2 separate regions of the Sus scrofa genome follow, and region 2 is linked to region 1. Evidence: chromatin contacts called from public Hi-C data. All regions are on one chromosome and are shown on one strand. Each heading gives the region's core, a stretch centred on a gene start, on an enhancer-like site or on the middle of the called end of the contact. The rest is flanking DNA. Distances are from core to core; before and after follow the strand shown.

Region 1 (2,700 bases), core at 112-2,611:
AGCGGGGGCCAGGGGCCTGGGCTAGGAGTTCGGGGTGGGTCCCCACCTGGCCCTGACCTGGTGCTGACTCCCCCATCCGGCTCCGGAGAGGCTTGGGCTCCATCCTCATCGTTCTCCAGGTTCTATTTCAGAACACAGGGCCCAGTGGGGTTACGAGGTTCAGGCCTTTCCTCACACCCCTCTGGTGAAGAAGGAAGCCAGCCCACACAGCTGTTTGCCTGGCCGCTTGACAGCTACTCCCTCCGCCCTGCCCTCCCCAGAGAAGAACAACGGGTTTGATGATTCACAGAAACTGAAACCCTGGTAGCAGGTGGGTGCTGGGGGTTTGGCAGGGAGGAGCCCGCAGGGGCTGGTGGAGGGCTCCCAGCATGGGTCCCAGGGCCCAGTGATCTCCCAAGCTTGTGAGTCACGGTGGAGATGTCAGGATGGTATTTCAGGGGTGCAGTATGGCTGCTCTGGATGTGGGGTGCCAGGGCAGGACAAGCCAAAAGTTTCCAGATTTGTGGCACAGCAATCTGGTCCAGGTTTCCAAGAAAAGCATTCTAGAGCTGGTGGAGAGTCTCTGGGAAAACGGGCATTTCCAGTTTAGCGGGAGGCAAGGCATCCGCCAGGACTCATCATGTGAGTGGGGGCCTCGGCTCTGGAGGAGAGGAAGGCACGGGGACTTTCAGAACAGAAGAGGGGGTGCTGGCTCCCTAGATTATCTGGCCTGGGGCTCAGGGGACTGCTCCTGAGTATAGACAAGGTTTGGTTCTGGTACAGAAGAGCTTCCAGTCCTGTAGGGTAAGGGGAGGGAGCGTCAGTACCCAGGATCGGTGGGGCATCCAGGATGGGATCTCTAGCTCGGGGTGGGGTATCAGCTCCCGAATCTGAGTTCTGGGCTCTCCAGTGGTGGCCGGGCACTGAAATCATAGCTACGAAAGTTTGGGCAGGGATCTGGATCAGTGGCCACGTCCGGGAGGCGATCTCCCACTCCGGCTGAGGCCTCTAATCAGATCCTCCCGAGTTGGGATTCTCCGGGGGCCGGCCTGGGGTCCGCCCAGACCCAGGTGTGGGGTGAGGTGGGCCGGGCCCTTCACCTGGTAGCGCAGGCGGGACTGCTTGTCCTCCTCGGCCACCTCGAACCGGGCCCGGCGCTCGAAGTGCAGCGGCCCGAAGCGGGCGACTCCGCCGGACTCGGGGCCGGGGCCCGCGTCCTCCAGGGACAGTTCGAAGGCGTCATCGATGCAGAACTGGGGCCGGGCGGCGCTCATGGCCCCAGCCCGCTCAGGCGCCCAGCGCCGTCGCCATCTGCTCCCGCCGGCCCCGCGTCGCCCAGGCCCCGCCCCCGCGCGCAGACCCCGCCCCGTGCTGTCGTCTAGGTTGCCCGACGGTCCGGCGCCCTGGCCGAGGCCCCGCCCTTCCATAACGGCCCCGCCCTCGGCAGGCTAGAGCTGCCGAGCGCCGAGCTGACTAGTGCGCAGGGCTGCCTCTCGTCCGGACTGGACTCGAGCTGGACTCGCGGCGCCGCCCAGCGGCCGCCTAGGCGAGCGACCGAGGATACGGCTCGGACGCAATCCTGGGCCTGTACGCGGGGCTTGGATGGGCTGCTACGCTCCAGCCTTCCGCATCCCAGCTCGCTCCTCGAGTGCCAAGGCGACTCTTAGGAACGGTTCCCCCACACTTACTCACCATGGCCCTGCTCCGGGGATGATTCTCGCCGCCGTACAGATGTAGCTTGTACTCTCCTCCAATATAGTTTCCACGCAGCAGCAGCTAAAGTGCTCTTTTAGACATAATGGATCCTTAGTTAGTCTTAAATAAAACTTTTTTTTTTTATTTTTTAAAGCATGCTGCCAAGTCACTCCTCTGCATAAAACCATCCCTTGGTTTTTCACTGTGGTTAGAATAGTATCTGAACTCTTGGAGGTCCCATTGTGGCACAGAGGAAAGGAAGCCGACTAGGAACCATGAGGTTGAAGTTCGCTCCCTGGCATCGCTCAGTGGTTTAAGGATCCAGTGTTGCCGTGATCTGTGGTGTAGGTTGCAGACGCAGGTTGGATCTGGTGTGGCTGTGACTGTGGCATAGGCTAGCAGTTACAGCTCAGATTCGACCCCTAGCCTGGGAACCTCCATATACCCTGGGTGTGGCCCTAAAAAGCAAAAATAAAGTCAGTTTCACGGAGTTCCCTTTGTGGTTCAGCAGTTAAACGGACTAGTAGCCATGAGGACTCAGGTTCAATCCCTGGCCTCACTTAGTGGGTTAAGGACCTGGTGAGCTGTGGTGTAGCTCGCATATGTGACTGGGACTGGTGTGGCTGTGGCTGTGGCTGTGGCCGGCAGCTACAGCTCCAGTTTGACCCCTAGCTTGGGAACTTCCACATGCTGTGGGTACAACCCTAAAAAGACAAAAAAGTAAATAAAGTCAACTTCATATCACACAGCACTTACCAGAAATTTATTTTATTTTTGTTTTTAGGGCTGTACCTGTGGCATATGGAAGTTCCCAGGCTAGGAGTGGAATCAGAGCCGCAGCTGCCAGGCTATACCACGGCCACAGCAACGCTGAATCCAGCTGCATCTGTGACCTACACCATAGGTTGCAGCAATACTGGGTCCCTAACCCACTGAGGCAGGCCAGGGATATAACCCATATTCTCATGGATACTAGTCGGGTTCTTAACCTACTGAACCACAACGGGAACTCCAAAATTAGCTGAT
Region 2 (2,700 bases), core at 109-2,608, 63 kb before region 1:
TGGAGGGGAGTGTCACTGGGCAAGGCCCTTATTAGAATACGGGCAGCCCTGCAGCCAGCACCCATTCACCAGATCCCTCCTGAGTGCCAGGACCCATGCCAGGAGGGCAGGTGGAGAGACCTGAACTGGCCTGGCCCGGCCCTGCCTTCACGGAGCTCAGTCTAGCAGGTATTTGTCAGACACTGATACCCCAGCTGCCAGGCCAACTCGAGGGTCCCTCTGAATGGCCAGGAGAGCCCTTTAGGACCCGGGCAGCCCCAGACACCCATGGCACTTACACTCATCGTAGAAGCCATAGATGCGGTTGATGCTGGCACACTCGTGGTTCCCACGGAGCAGGAAGAAGTTCTCCGGGTACTTGATCTTATAGGCCAGCAGCAGGCAGATGGTCTCCAAAGACTGCTTGCCCCGGTCCACGTAGTCCCCCAGGAACAGGTAGTTGCTCTCTGGAGGGAAGCCGCCGTACTCGAACAGCCGCAGAAGGTCATAGTACTGGCCGTGGATGTCACCTGGGACCCAGGGAACCAGGTCAGGTCTAGGTTCAGTCTAAACCTGAACCCAGGGATAAGGCTGGGATCCAGGGACTTTAGAGGGGCCAAAACCACTTCCAGGAAGCAAAGGGGCTGGGCAGGGGGCTCACCGCAGATCTTGAGGGGTGCCTCCAGCTCCAGAAGGATGGGCTGGCTCAGGAAAATCTCCCGGGATTTGAGGCACAGACCACGGATCTCGTTCTCTGTCAGCTGTACATTCTTTCCAGGCCGCGAGCCCTGCACTGAGGGTGGAAGGAGCGTCAGGACCCTGGTCCCTGAGACTAGGAGAGGGTGGGTGACACACAGGCCCTCATGAGCACTTCTGGGGCGCCTGGGCCCCTCCTTGCCCAGAGGCAGCTGTTGCTGCTGAGCCTCCTGGGACCGGACCCCAACTACCCTCAAGGCACTTGGGAGGGGACTGCTGTGCGCAGGGGCCCTACCACCCAAAGCCTGATAGCGCAGGACCCCTTCCCGGGTGGCTAGGCTTCTCGGGTTTCTCCCTCACCCCAAGAGCCCAGGCCGACCCATGCGCCCCGGCCCTGTTCCAGCGCGGGGAACAACCCCAGACCTCCAGGCGCGCCGCGATTTGGCGGGGAGAGCCACGGCCACGGGACCTCGCGGCCCGTCCCCGCCCAGTCTAAGCTGGCCCTGGGAGGGGCAGGTCCACCCGCGCGCCACTTCCGGGCCGGGAAGGGGGCCAGGGCGCGGCGGGCGCCCACCTCCCCCGCCCCGGCCAACCTTCCAGCAGGCGCCCGATGATAGAGTCCAGGTTGAGCTTCTCGCTGTCGGACATGGCGGCGCCGCCGCTCTGGCCCAGCAGCTCCGGGCCCGCTCCTGCCTCCCACCCTCCCGCTGCCTCCTTCCGGCCTGGCTCTCCTTCCGCCCGGCCCGGCCCGGCCCGCCCCGGCCCGCCGCCCCGCCTCCTCGGCCGCCCGCTCCGCCCCTCGTCGCCCCGCCCCGCCCCGCCCCGTCCGCTGCCCCAGCGCTCTAGCGCCTCCGCCGGACGCCGGGCGCAGAGGCCCAAGCGGCCCGGGGGGCGGGGCCTCAGTCACGGGGCGGGACTCGGACGGAACGCCCATCTCTGGGGCGGAGCCTCTTGGTGGGCGGGGCTTCGAGGGGCGAGGTCGAGTCTAGTTCTGCCTATGAGAAGTTGGCCACCCCTTTCCAGAGAATATGGGACAGGAAGTGCTGTGGAAGTTGTTTTTCTCTTTTAAGGGCTACGCAGTCCTTCTCACCTCCGCCCTGGGCGGGAAGTTGGTGTGAGCTCATCGGTAACTCATTGGGTCTCCCCAAATACTGCCGATCAAGTCCTTGAAGTGCACAGAGATAGCAAAGGGTTGGTCCAAGACCTGGACCTAATTCAAGGGCCTCTACCTCCGGAGTCTCTGTGGCCCCCAGGTGACTGACCAGACCTAGAAACCTGTCACTAAACTCCAAGCCCATTTTGGTCCACAGTGCCTGTGATGCAAGCTGAATTAGCGGTTAATTTTTTTTTTCTTTCTCAGCTGCACGTGGAAGTTCCTGGGCCAGGGACTGAATCCAGGCTGGAGCTGCGACCTATGCCACAGATGCAGCAATGCTGAACCAGCGCCTCTACAGAGACAAGCCATACCACTAATCCGCTGCACCACAGAAAGAACTCCTATCTATGTATTTATTTATTTATTGTCTTTTTGTCCTTTTTAGGACCACACCCACGGCATATGGAGGTTCCCAGGCCAGGAGTCCAATCAGAGCTACAGCTGCCAGCCTACACCACAGCCATAGCAACACCAGATCCTTAACCCACTGAGCGAGGCCAGGGATCAAACCTGAAACTCCATGGTTCCTAGTCCGATTCGTTTCCACTGTACCACGATGGGGAACTCCCTGTTTTTTTTTTTTTTTTTTTATGTTTTATCATTGCCTTTTGAGTAGCATAATTAAGCTACATTGTGCGCATGTGAAAAATGTTATTTCGTGAAGAGCAAACATTCAATAAACCGTAATTCTCAGAGTTCCCATTGTGGCGCAGCGGAAATGAATCCAACTAGGAATCATGAGGTTGCGGGTTTGATCCCTGGCTTTGCTCAGTGGGTTAAGGATCCGGCGCTGCCGTGAGCGGTGGTGTTGGTCACAGACACAGCTCAGATCTGGCGTTGCTGTGGCTATGGCGTAGGCTGGGGGCTAG

The links. Hi-C and Micro-C count contacts between places; a contact is called where the count stands out from the background.
Region 2: a Hi-C map of subcutaneous adipose tissue shows a contact between it and region 1, with 2.5 times the contacts expected there. The contact joins the promoter of PPP1CA here to the promoter of TMEM134 in region 1. A contact is called at or near these places in 2 of 5 promoter capture datasets (liver and skeletal muscle), 29 of 47 Hi-C or Micro-C datasets (adipose tissue, alveolar macrophages, blood and 13 more) and 2 of 2 datasets of contacts at active chromatin or transcription factors (alveolar macrophages and skeletal muscle).

Annotation. Positions count from the first base shown.
Region 1 is chr2:5,055,914-5,058,613 of Sscrofa11.1, reverse strand. It overlaps TMEM134 (transmembrane protein 134), which reads right to left and starts at 1,361. Exons shown (of 7, transcript XM_021082746.1): 1 at 1,080-1,361; 2 at 58-122. The coding sequence starts at 1,253.
Region 2 is chr2:5,118,860-5,121,559 of Sscrofa11.1, reverse strand. PPP1CA (protein phosphatase 1 catalytic subunit alpha) reads right to left here and starts at 1,358. Exons shown (of 7, transcript NM_001044559.1): 1 at 1,269-1,358; 2 at 641-772; 3 at 279-509. The coding sequence starts at 1,323.